Linked DNA regions of Mus musculus: all the other regions are linked to region 2. A link is a contact called in public Hi-C and Micro-C data. All regions are on one chromosome and are shown on one strand. The core of a region is the stretch at or near the end of the contact, and the rest is flanking DNA. Distances in the headings are between cores, read along the strand shown. Region 1 holds the start of Pcdh7 (protocadherin 7). Region 2 overlaps Pcdh7 (protocadherin 7). Region 3 overlaps Pcdh7 (protocadherin 7).

Region 1 (4,193 bases), core at 176-2,675, 180 kb before region 2:
AGGTGACGCTACACTTTGCCGGTTACTAAAAGCTGCAGGCTCTGCTTAGAAAATAATACCCAGGCTTCTAGCATGTGTTTTATTCCCCAGGCGCGTGCACACACGGTCTATCCCCAGTGAGAGCCGGATGACAGGAATTCCAAGCATTTAAACAAAGGCAGGCATTCTCCCCTCCCCAACCCAGACCTCCAAAGTCTGGGCTCCAAAAAAGGATCCTCTCTGGCTCTCGTTGGAGTTTGATGCTCTCTCTTCACTACTGCAGCCCGTCACGGTTTGGCAGAACACAAGCTTGGCTTTCGGAACTCAGACATCGACCTCAGCCTACCAGTAGCAATTCACTAACCCAGATGCTAAATTGCGAAACGAAGACACGTTGCGGGTGGGAGTTGGGGCGGGAGGGGGGCATCGTCTGAGGGTAGACGTGGGAGGAAGGTATACTAACACCCTCACTTCAGCTCTTACCCACGCAGCCGGGTTTAGTCTACCAGCCCTAGAGGGGGAAAAAGAATCACCCCACCCCCACCCAAACTGCCTAAGGAGACTAGACTTTGGCTTATCGGGGCTGAGATTGGGCAGTTCTCAGTCGGCCCCACGAAGCGAAGCCTGGCTTCGGTGAGCGCCGCGGCTGGCTAGTCCTTCCTCCCGCCTCCCTTCCCTGGGCCCTCCTCCCTGGTTCTCTGCAACTGTGTAGTTTCGGATACCGCCGCCGCCGCTGCAGCGTCGGAGTCAAGTCTGACTCCGGAGCCCGCGGGCTTTCCGCAACAACCACCAGTTTATGCAAACTTGCGGGTTTCCGGCTAGTGGGTAGCGAGAGTAGGAGCTTCCCCGGAGCGATTCGGTGTCTCGGAACAGCCACAGCCAGAGAGGCGGCGGGAGCGCGCGCACCAGACTCTGCTAGACGCGAAAGCGGACGAGACAACTGCGGAATTCACCCGCCGCGCCAGGGCACTTCCGAGACAACAGCCGACTGGCACTTTTTCTCCCTTTGGCAAACTAGATTTTTTTTTTTTAAGCTACTTGGCAGCTCTGTTTGACTCCACCTCCCCCTCCACCCCCGCCCCAGTGGCTTTGGCTTTTCTTTGGAAATCCGGACAGAATTGGGCATCTTTGTTAATTGCCGTTAGGAGTGCCCGGTCGTGAGCTTTCACCGGGCCAGTGTCGCGCGGATGCACGGAGCCAGGCTTGCTCACCTTTGAACTGCAAAGGGATCAAGTTCAGCTCGAGTTCCCCGCATTGAGACTGGAAGAAGCTGAGAGACTGTGCTGGAGAGAGTGAGAGAGGGGGGGAAAGGGGAAAGGAGAGGAGGGAGGAGAGAGAAGAGGAGGGAGGAGAGAAAGAGAAGGAGGGAGGGAGGGGAGGGATCGAGAGAGAGCGGGGAGAGAGAGAGAGGCTGCAATCTCCTCCCTGAATCGCGCACAGCGCTGCAGATCCCACTGCTCCAACACGCGGGCCGAATGCAGGTGAGGGAAGGCACGGACTCTGCGGCTGAGAATCCAAACTTGGGCACCGCGCGGTGCGCACGGTTCGGCTCTCGCCCCCGCGGGCGAATGGTTGCTGCGGTTTCAGGCGGCGGCTTCGTGACTAATGACCTTGCGCAGAGTTGTTAAGAAAAAAAGAGAAACCGGAGCTCTTCGGGGTGAGAAGCGACCGACTCTGGGCGTCTCTGAAGATGGCTCGGGCTGCTCTTTGGCGCGCCGGGAGCACCCGGTCGCGGACCGAGCTGTGACGCGAGGCGTCTTTTCGCTGCACCTTGCCCGAAGCGACCTGCCGTGGAATTTTTCATTCAAGATATGTTGAGTGGCTTCCCGGCTGCTTAAGAGGAGTCAGAGTTAAGACTGGCTTGTTGCTCGCCCCAGAGCCTGAAGCAGGAAGCGGTTCAGGTTTGTCTGGACCTCGGGAGCCTAAACAGAGCCTGGGTCTAGAGTGAGTAGCTGGAACGTGAATTGGACTTAACTCGAGTAGCAGTAAGGACTAACGCTGCTGTCAGGCGGGGAAGGCTGCAGGTTTGTTCTAGTCCGCTACCAGGCTCCGCCGCCCTCTTGCAGAAGCGGTTCCGGCCCCTTCCCAGGGCTTGGAGACTGGATCTCAGTATCTTCCCACTGCGGGGATGACTTTGTGGGGGCACCGAGCCCGTGGCGCGCAGTGTCCCGTGAACTGTGAGTACTGCGAGTAAACGGTGGCCGGCGAGCGGGCGATTAGCACCCATTGCATGAATTATGAAACAATAACTTTCGGAAGAAGCAGGAGGAGAAAAAAAGAAGCATCTCTAGCTGCCCCCCTCCCATCGGCCGACTCTACGCGCTACTCTGGCCCCCTCCCTCCCCTCCCTCTCGTTTCTTCCTTTCCCGGAGAGGAGGACCGAGGGGAGGGCAGGCGGCCAGCCCCGGAGGAGGGGGGTGCCGAGGGGGGTTGTGGTTAGAAGGAGCAGTAGCAGCAGCAGCAAGAGAAGATGCTGAGGATGCGGACCACGGGATGGGCGCGCGGCTGGTGCTTGGGCTGTTGTCTCCTTCTGCCGCTCTGCTTCAGCCTGGCCGCCGCCAAGCAGCTGCTCCGGTACCGGCTGGCCGAGGAGGGCCCCGCCGACGTGCGGATCGGCAATGTGGCCTCGGACCTGGGCATCGTGACCGGCTCCGGCGAGGTGACTTTCAGCCTTGAGTCTGGTTCTGAGTATCTGAAGATTGACAACCTCACCGGCGAGCTGAGCACCAGTGAGCGGCGCATCGACCGAGAAAAGCTGCCCCAATGTCAGATGATCTTCGACGAGAACGAATGTTTCCTGGACTTCGAGGTGTCGGTGATAGGGCCCTCACAGAGCTGGGTGGACCTGTTTGAGGGTCGGGTCATCGTGCTGGACATCAACGATAACACGCCCACCTTCCCGTCGCCGGTGCTCACGCTCACGGTGGAGGAGAACCGGCCTGTAGGCACGCTCTACCTGCTGCCCACGGCCACCGATCGTGACTTTGGTCGCAATGGCATCGAACGCTACGAGCTGCTCCAGGAGCCCGGGGGTGGCGGCGGCAGCGGCGAGGGAAGGCGCTTGGGGCCGGCGGACAGCGCCCCCTACCCAGGGGGCGGCGGGAACAGCGCGAGCGGCGGCGGCTCTGGAGGCTCCAAGCGGCGGCTGGACGCGCCTGAGGGTGGCGGCGGGACGAGTCCTAGTGGCCGAAGCAGTGTGTTTGAGCTTCAGGTGGCAGACACTCCAGACGGCGAGAAACAACCGCAGCTGATCGTGAAGGGGGCGCTGGACCGGGAGCAGAGAGATTCCTATGAGCTGACCCTCCGAGTGCGCGATGGGGGCGACCCACCTCGGTCTTCGCAGGCCATCTTGCGGGTGCTCATCACCGACGTGAATGACAACAGCCCCCGCTTCGAGAAGAGCGTGTATGAGGCTGACCTGGCTGAGAACAGCGCTCCGGGCACCCCCATCCTACAGTTGCGCGCCACCGATTTGGATGTAGGGGTCAATGGACAGATCGAGTATGTATTTGGGGCTGCCACCGAGTCGGTAAGACGGCTACTGCGCCTGGATGAAACGTCGGGCTGGCTCAGTGTCTTACACCGGATCGACCGCGAGGAAGTGAACCAGTTGAGATTCACAGTAATGGCCCGTGACCGCGGGCAGCCCCCCAAGACTGATAAGGCCACCGTAGTCCTCAACATCAAAGACGAGAACGACAACGTTCCCTCCATCGAAATTCGCAAGATAGGGCGCATCCCACTTAAGGACGGGGTGGCCAACGTAGCCGAAGATGTCCTGGTGGACACCCCCATCGCCCTGGTTCAGGTGTCCGACCGTGACCAAGGCGAGAACGGGGTAGTCACCTGTACCGTAGTGGGAGACGTTCCTTTCCAGCTTAAGCCAGCCAGCGACACAGAAGGCGATCAAAACAAGAAAAAGTACTTCCTGCACACATCAGCCCCACTAGACTATGAGACCACCCGGGAGTTCAACGTGGTCATAGTAGCTGTGGACTCTGGCAGTCCCAGCCTCTCCAGCAACAATTCCTTGGTGGTCAAGGTGGGAGACACTAATGACAACCCTCCTGTCTTTGGCCAGTCTGTGGTTGAGGTTTACTTTCCAGAGAACAACATTCCCGGGGAGAGGGTAGCCACAGTGCTGGCGACAGATGCTGACAGCGGGAAGAATGCAGAGATCGCCTATTCACTGGACTCCTCAGTGATGGGGACTT
Region 2 (3,627 bases), core at 551-3,050:
AAAGTCCTTGCCGTCTTCACTCTTGATCATCTCAAAGTCTTCATGAAATAGTTATTGGAATTTGCATCAATCATGAAAGACGTACCTGATGATGCACAATTCAGGCACAAATGGTTTATTTTTAGGTTAACTGAGGATAATTGTGTTAGCTAAGGATAGCAATATTGAATGTAGAGACTAATGCTTCAATATATACTTTCCTTATTGCTAACGATGAGTGGCAATCAAACAGAGATGCCGAAGGACAGAGGAAACGATTTGTCCTAGGTGGCTGTGATATATAATATATCAATAGAAAAATTTGAGATGTTTGGGAAAAAGTTAAAAAATGAAGCACATAAATATATACATATATATTTATTAGTGGAAAGTTGAGAGAGTTTGGAAATAGGAAGGGTATAGTTTTAGAAGTACTTCATATGATGCTACTTAGTGATAGCATTCTACAGAGCCGTCCTCGTCTTAAAGGAGACATTAGTCTATTGTCACATGGAAACTATATCAGAAATGGCAGTAACTGTTAGTAATTTGGGAAATCAAACCCTCAGTAGTCCTACATGACTGGTTATTAATTAACAGGAAAAAATAGCTTTAAGAATCTCTTAATAAGTGTTAGATAACTTCCTGAAAGAAATTTTCTCTCTCAAAAACAAAACAAAACAAAACAACAACAACAAAAAAACCAAACAAAGATAAATACCCATCTTGGTTACTCCAATACCAACTAACAAATAAAAGGTATTAGTCATTCTGGGGCTGAACAAAATCCCAAGCCGATTTTAATTACAAATTCCTTTTCTTAGAATGCATTAGCAGTCCAAAAAATATCACACCTGACCCAGTCTTTATCATGTCGTTACAATGTAAATATATTTAATTAGATATATAATGAAATTTGTGTATATAATGTAAATATATAATGTAAACTTCATTCAAGTTTTCTCACAACTGTTTTGGCAACGCAGACTAGCTATTTGCAAAATACTTGAGACATTTTACAAAAAGTCACACTAAGGATGAGACCATTAAACTAGAAATAGTACCTTTTAAACCACACTTGAGAAAGGAATGAAGAAATATATTTCCACTGCATAGGCTTATTAAATATATGATGATTGAGCACTGAGGGTTAACCAGCACTCAAGGCAAATTAAAATTGGACTGATTTCTTATTTTATTTTTAGACCAGAATGGATTTCTCAACCCCTGTTGACATAGAAATCAACTCTATCCCCAAATATGTTTGGAATATAGTCTGGCCACTAATATTTTATTTAATATACTTATTTATATTTTTGTTTCTCATTAATATTTTATTTAATATATGTCGTTATTTTTAGCGATTCAGATGTATGGCCCAGGCTATAAACAGCTGACATGCATAAAATAAGTCAGGAAATCAATCTGACTTCAAGAAAATGGCGCAAGCTTGGATAATGGAAAGTACAGGAGAGCTGTCCTTCTAGAGTTTGCTTAAGGTTACAACCACCACCTACGGATAACGTCCAGTGGAATTTCAATCTCTTTGTCTATTTGTTTTTATCTGACAGAACGAACATGGGGGGAAAGAAATCCTACCAGTGCCAGCTACAATAATTGGCCTTATTCTCCTTAGAATATTTTTTTTCTTTTAGTCTGTATTGTTCTAATGTTGTTTTCTTTTTCTTCAAATAAGCTGGCCTGGGCTAAAATATAGCTTAATTAGAGAAGTATTCTTATCAACATATGCAGAAGTCTCTCTGACTGTTTATCAACTGCTCAAGTTCAGCCAAGGCTACATTACTGCCCGATGAGTAAGAGCCCATCTGCGGCTCCCTCAGCAGCTGTGTGAGTGTGGGCACATTCTCTTCAGGGACACTGGCGTCTTGTGTGAAATGCAGTCGAACTGGAAGACTTACCCCTAATGTCACAACGTGACAGTGAAATGATGTCTGAACCACAAAGTTAAGCAGACAGTGAGTGTTAGAACATATCAGGATGCATTTTAAGTCCGTTTCACTTCATCAAGGGTGTTCCCAAGAAGGGTTCCCCTGCTTCTGTTGTCGCCTAAAAATTGTCTTTTAAGACTTCTTTTGTTTTTAATTGGTTATTTTAGTTATTTAAATTTCAAATGTTGTCCTCCTTCCCAGTCTCCCTTCTGCAAAACTCCCATTCCATCCTCCCTCCCCTCTGCCTTTAAAAAGATGCTCCCCCACTCATCTATCCACTTCTGCCTCACCCCTCTAGCATCTCCCTAAGCAGGGGCATCAAGCCTCCACAGGACCAAGGGCCTCCCTTCTAGTTAAACTCTTTGCCCCATCTACTGTGAGAATGAAGACCATTCTCAGCAATCTATCGACGTTCCAGAAAATGTCATCACTCTGAGGGAGCACACAGTCATTGTGAGGGGTCCAAGGGGAACCCTCCGGAGGAACTTCAATCACATCAAGGTAGAGCTGAGTCTCCTTGGAAAGAAAAAGCAGAGGGTCCAAATCAACAAAGAGTGGGGTAACAGAAAGGAACTGGCCACCGCCAGAACCATCTGCAGTCATGTTCAGAGCACTATCAAGGGTCTTAGGCTGGGATTCCCATCAAGAAGCTGTCTGTATGTGCTCACCTCCCCATCAAGTCGTTATACAGCAGAGTGAGTCTTCGGTTGAAATCCGTAATTTCTTGGGTGAAAAAAAAATACACCCTCAGGGTTCAGATAAGGACAGGTTACTTGCTCTTTTTCTCAAGCCCAGAAGAAGGACGAATTAATCCTTGAAGAAAATGATATTGAACTTGTTTCTGATTCAGTGGCTCTGATTCAGAAAGCCACAATAGTTAAAAACAAGGACATTAGGACATCCTTGGATGGCATCTCTATCAGAACAGGGAACCGTACAGCAGGCTAAGACCTAAGTTACCCAGCTCCAGAAACAAGATCCAGATTGTATAATTTGGGCTCTTCGGGTCAATAAAAGACTTCTAGTTATAACTGGACTTCCCTTGTAATATATTTGTGTCCTTTTGAGACAGATCTGTTATTTTATTTAATTTTTTAAACTTTAGTTTAGAATTCTGTTAGGTAAAGCACACTTAAAAACCACCATTCTTAATTTATTAGCTGTCAATATAATGCTGTTTTTTTTTTTCAAAACTGAAGCTAATCAGTACAAAAAAAAAGTGAAGAGTACCTTGTTCTTCCCCCAGAATAAGAATTAATTACATGTTTATTATTACTGTAGTTTATTAATATAGAAAAAGCTTATGACAGAATCCAGTGGGATATAACCCTAGTCAGTCAAAGATTTTACTGTATAGAAAAGATGACAATTTATAGATGTCCCACAGATTGAAAGTTTTGTATTTCTAAAGTGAAAATTTCATTAATATAATGTGTGGAAAATGGCAGTGTTTATAAATGTACAGAAAATGATGATAAGTTTAAAATACAATAATCTCAGATACTCTCTTTCTTTGAAACAGAGAATAAGAATATTATAAATGCAGCAATCAAATCTCTGACAGATGTGGAGGTAAAGCAGATTAGAAAGCCAAACAATAGTACTAATAGAGCATGATTTTTCTGCAGTTGCTTCGTTGGTCTGTTCCTGTCACATGCTTTAAAATGTCCATCTGTCCAGAAGGTTAAGAATTCAATCA
Region 3 (4,001 bases), core at 216-2,715, 140 kb before region 2:
ACCCGAAAGTATTAATGATCCCAGAAACTACTAAAATAAAACACCATATGCTTTTACAGTGATTTGTTAGTATGACTCATCTGCAACTCTATGCACAGGCTCACAGATTAGAGTCAGGGTGAGCAATCTGTGTCCACTTGTATTAAACTCTGCTGGAACTAGATGCTCCTTTCTTCCCTGTCTGTTTGCAATCAGGAATGTGTGCTGCAGACGCTGGGATTTTTATGGAGGGAGGAGGCAGTAGTAGCTGGGATTACTGTTGGCCCTCAGCATGACTCATTAGAGCATGTCCTGAAATAAGTTTAGCTCCCCATCAAGCAAACAGTGGAACATTCCCAAGTCATTTGTGAAGTGAGGAGGAAGACAGTTGTACTGGCCCCACAGCCCAGTGATGTGACTAGAGATGTGTCATGATCTCCTGCTTCTTTTCTTCTGTAGAAAACATGATGTATCGATTTATTTTAGATTGCTTAGTGCTGAAGGTGTTTTATGCTTACAGAAGTTATGAATTACAGGTCCTAAATTGTAAGGTGTTAATGTGAATGAAATTCACCCTTAATGCAGAGGATATTAGTTGGGAACAATAAATTTTGTCTGGTTCAAGGTACATTCATTGATCTTAAAAATGAAGGTCACACAATTATACGATTCAGGGTAGTATGCAAGACAGTTAAAGACATTCATCATTTTCATATGACACACAGGTATTTTTTTTAAAGAATTCTGATGTTTTATCTTCAATTCAGTTTGGTGGTTAAATATTTTAACTCAACCCTATAGAAGTCCTTTCTTTCTTTTTTTTTTTTTAACATACTCTAGTTATGTGGTTTAACAAATAGATGGGAGGCACAAATTTCTCACTGGTGCATTTTAGGCAATTTTCATTGAGGTTTACTCTGAGTTCAGGTGGTTGTGTGTGGATGGATTATCCCATTTTACCTTAAAAAAAAAAAAAACCAAACAAAACAAAACAAAACAAAAAACCCCACCACTTTATGCAAATAAAGAAACTGTGCTTTTCAATTCTATAGTTTGTCAAAGATCCCGCGGTTACCAAATGGAGACCTGACCCTCACACTGTTTCTGTTAAGATCAGCCACAGGCCCCACCAGCATCTCATGGTATTTGTGTTCATCCGAGGTACTAATGAGAGTTTTAAATTCATATGTGGTTGATCTGAGGAATGCAGACAACCCAGCTGTTTGAAATAACTGATGCTTTGTTTTTAAATAAGTGGGTGTTGCTTTTCCTGCCGTCCTCATCTGCTCCTGGTGGCTCCAAGGACTTCCCTGAAGCTTTTTGTTTGTTTTGTTGTTGTTCTGGAGATATCTCTGAGCCAGAGCCTGGTGCTCATGTCTTAACTGTCTTCATTTCACTTTTGGCAGTGGGCTTGCTGCAGTGTCTCCACTTCTCTATCTGTCCTTACTGAGTCAGAGCTCACTCAGGGGATCTGCTCTCTTGGCCTCTTTGGACTGTCTAAAACTACACTCCCAGAGTTTAGCAGCTGCCACCACATCCTGTGTGTGCTCCCACCTCTTAACATTTCTCCTTTGTTATAGCCCCAGAGCTCCTAACAGGATTATGTTTCTTATTTTAGTAGTCACCACCTACAAGGAGAATGGCTGGTGTCAAGGCAATTGCTTTCTGTATTTGAATATCTTTTTGTCTCCATAGGTGTGACACTGAACCCATTCTCTCCTGGTTGCTGCAAACCCTGCTTGCTCCTGGGAGTAGCCCCACCTACCCACTGCAGACCTTTTATCCTGCCTTAAAATCATTGCAAGAGATGGACTTGCATTCCAGGTCACCCAGATGAGCACTTAAGGACCCACGTGCAGGGTGGAGGGAAGGTTGTGGAATGATACAAAGAGGTCTCAAGCAGGTGGCATTTACCACTTGTTTCTGGCCCTCTCTGGTTAACCACCACAGGAGCCCCTTGCTCTTTGCCTAATAGGACTTTTCCCTTGGCAGCTCCCAGCCTTTGTGCATTTCTTTGTCTCCATGTGAAATGTTTTTGGATCCTTCTTCGGGCCTCAGCCACACACTCATGTTTCATGAGTCAGCTCGAATGTCACTTGCCATCAATGAGTTCCCTGTCTCCTCCCACGCCCAATGAGTTTCTCTTCTTTCTTCAGTCTCTGTTCCACATGCACTAACACTTTGCATTACAATTACATTTCTACATGTCTATTTCCACAGTAACGTGATCTTTTCAAGAAAAAAATACATTAGATTTATCACTGGATTCTTTTTTTTTCTTTTATTTTTTAATAGATATTTTCTTTATATTTCAAATGTTATCCTCTTTCCTGCCCCCCCCCCCGAAAACTACCTTCCTATCGCCCTCCCCCTGCTCAACAAAACACCCACCCCAGCTTCCTGGCCCTGGCATTCCCCTATATTGGGTATAGAGCCTTCACAGGACCAAGGGTCTCTCCTCCCATTGATGACCTACTAGGCCATATTCTGCTACATATGCAGCTGGAGCCATGAGTCTCATCATGTGTTTTCTTTAGTTGGTGGTTTAGTCCCTGGGAGCTCTGAGGGGGTACTGGTTAGTTCATATTGTTGTTCCTCCTATGGGGCTGCTAACCCTGTCAGCTCCTTAGGTACTTTCTTTAGCTCCTTCATTGGAGACCCCGTGCTCTGTCCAATGGATGGTTGTGAGCATCCAGTTCTGCATCTCAGGAGACAGCTATATCAGGCTCCTGTCAGCAAGCTCTTGTTGGCACCCACAATAGTGTCTGGTTTTGGTGGCTGTTTATGGGATGGATCACCAGGCTGAGCAGTCTCTGGATAGTCATTCCTTCAGTCTCTGCTACACACTTTTTCTCTGTAACTTCTTCCATGGATATTTTGTTCCCCCTTCTAAGAAGGATCAAAGTATCCACACTTTTGTTTTCCTTCTTCTTGAATTCATGTGTTTTGCAAATTGTATCACTGAATTCCTAATGCTGAAGCCTACTGTACCCCTGGGGAAAGCCCTTGGAATGGCTGGACTATTTGATGGGTAAATATAAACAAAACACCCCTTTATCACATAAGGCTGTGGTCTGTGCAGGGCACTGCTGATGTCACTAGGATACAACAAAGAACAGCACTGTTAAAAAAAAATAACAAGAAAGTTAAGTAATCACAGGCAGCTTACACTTTATTGGGAGGAGTCACATAATGATTGTTAAAGATCAGCAAAGTTTAAATTTAGATGGTGACCCATCTTATGAATGATACATAGAGACAAGGGATACATAGAATGTACCAATCACACATTTAATGTGGTTTTATATGTAACTCAGAAAAGTCCCAGAGAAGAGGATGTCTGATGAAGACCTAAAGTGTAGGTTGAAGGAAAACATAGACAGTTTTTTCAGGCAGACAACAGCAACTATGGAGACAGAGATAGGCATAATATACTAGAGGCCCCTTGGTCCATTGCACCAATGTGGCAGCACAGATGGAGAAGTGGCTTATGGGAGAATTAGTACCAGACAGATTAAAAAAAATTAGGAGAGACCTAGAGTACAGATCACCTTGGGATCCCTTCTTTGTTTTTCATTTGTGTGTGTGTGTGTGTGTGTGTGTGTGTGAGAGTGTGTGTGAGTGTGTGTGTGTGTGTGAGTGTGTGTGAGTGTGTGTGAGTGTGTGTGAGTGTGTGTGAGTGTGTGTGTGTGTGTGAGTGTGTGTGTGTGTGAGTGTGTGTGAGTGTGTGTGTGTGAGTGTGTGTGTGAGTGTGTGTGTGAGTGTGTGAGTGTGTGTGAGTGTGTGTGTGTGTGTGAGTGTGTGTGTGTGTGAGTGTGTGTGAGTGTGTGTGTGTGAGTGTGTGTGTGAGTGTGTGTGTGAGTGTGTGAGTGTGTGTGAGTGTGTGTGTGTGAGTGTGTGTGTGAGTGTTTGTGTGTGAGTGTGTGTGTGAGTGTGTGAGTGTGTGTGAGTGTGTGAGTGTGTGTGAGTGTGTGTGTGTGAGTGTGTGTGTGAGTGTTTGTGTGTGAGTGTGTGTGTGAGTG

The links. Hi-C and Micro-C count contacts between places; a contact is called where the count stands out from the background.
Region 1: a contact with region 2 is called in a Hi-C map of myocytes, with 5 times the contacts expected there. The contact joins the promoter of Pcdh7 here to the enhancer-like site in region 2. A contact is called at or near these places in 5 of 39 promoter capture datasets (the HPC-7 cell line, HPC-7-derived erythroid cells, fetal liver and 2 more), 14 of 484 Hi-C or Micro-C datasets (the G1E-ER4 cell line, the HL-1 cell line, bone marrow-derived macrophages and 8 more), 7 of 115 datasets of contacts at active chromatin or transcription factors (bone marrow-derived macrophages, cardiomyocytes, embryonic limb bud and 4 more) and 2 of 9 other capture datasets (adipose tissue and pancreatic islet).
Region 3: a contact with region 2 is called in a Micro-C map of muscle stem cells, with 5 times the contacts expected there. The contact joins two enhancer-like sites. A contact is called at or near these places in 2 of 484 Hi-C or Micro-C datasets (liver and muscle stem cells) and 1 of 115 datasets of contacts at active chromatin or transcription factors (heart atrium).

What each region holds. Positions count from the first base shown.
Region 1 is chr5:57,716,656-57,720,848 of GRCm38.p6, forward strand. It overlaps Pcdh7 (protocadherin 7), which reads left to right and starts at 1,426. Exons shown (of 3, transcript NM_001122758.2): 1 at 1,426-4,193. The coding sequence starts at 2,450. 4932441J04Rik (RIKEN cDNA 4932441J04 gene) reads right to left here and starts at 1,264. Exons shown (of 5, transcript NR_015588.2): 1 at 1,191-1,264.
Region 2 is chr5:57,897,426-57,901,052 of GRCm38.p6, forward strand. The region is part of intron 1 of Pcdh7 (protocadherin 7); the gene reads left to right. It also overlaps the pseudogene Gm17977. Among named protein-coding and RNA genes, the nearest start is that of Pcdh7, 180 kb to the left of the region's middle. Within about 2 kb of position 1,801, at least 40 of the 459 cell types and tissues checked have an H3K27ac peak or open chromatin away from gene starts, as enhancers often do. A contact at or near this core is called in the G1E-ER4 cell line, the HL-1 cell line, the HPC-7 cell line and 5 more, where this site is marked.
Region 3 is chr5:57,755,751-57,759,751 of GRCm38.p6, forward strand. All of the region lies in intron 1 of Pcdh7 (protocadherin 7), which reads left to right. Among named protein-coding and RNA genes, the nearest start is that of Pcdh7, 40 kb to the left of the region's middle. Within about 2 kb of position 1,466, at least 96 of the 459 cell types and tissues checked have an H3K27ac peak or open chromatin away from gene starts, as enhancers often do. A contact at or near this core is called in heart atrium and muscle stem cells, where this site is marked.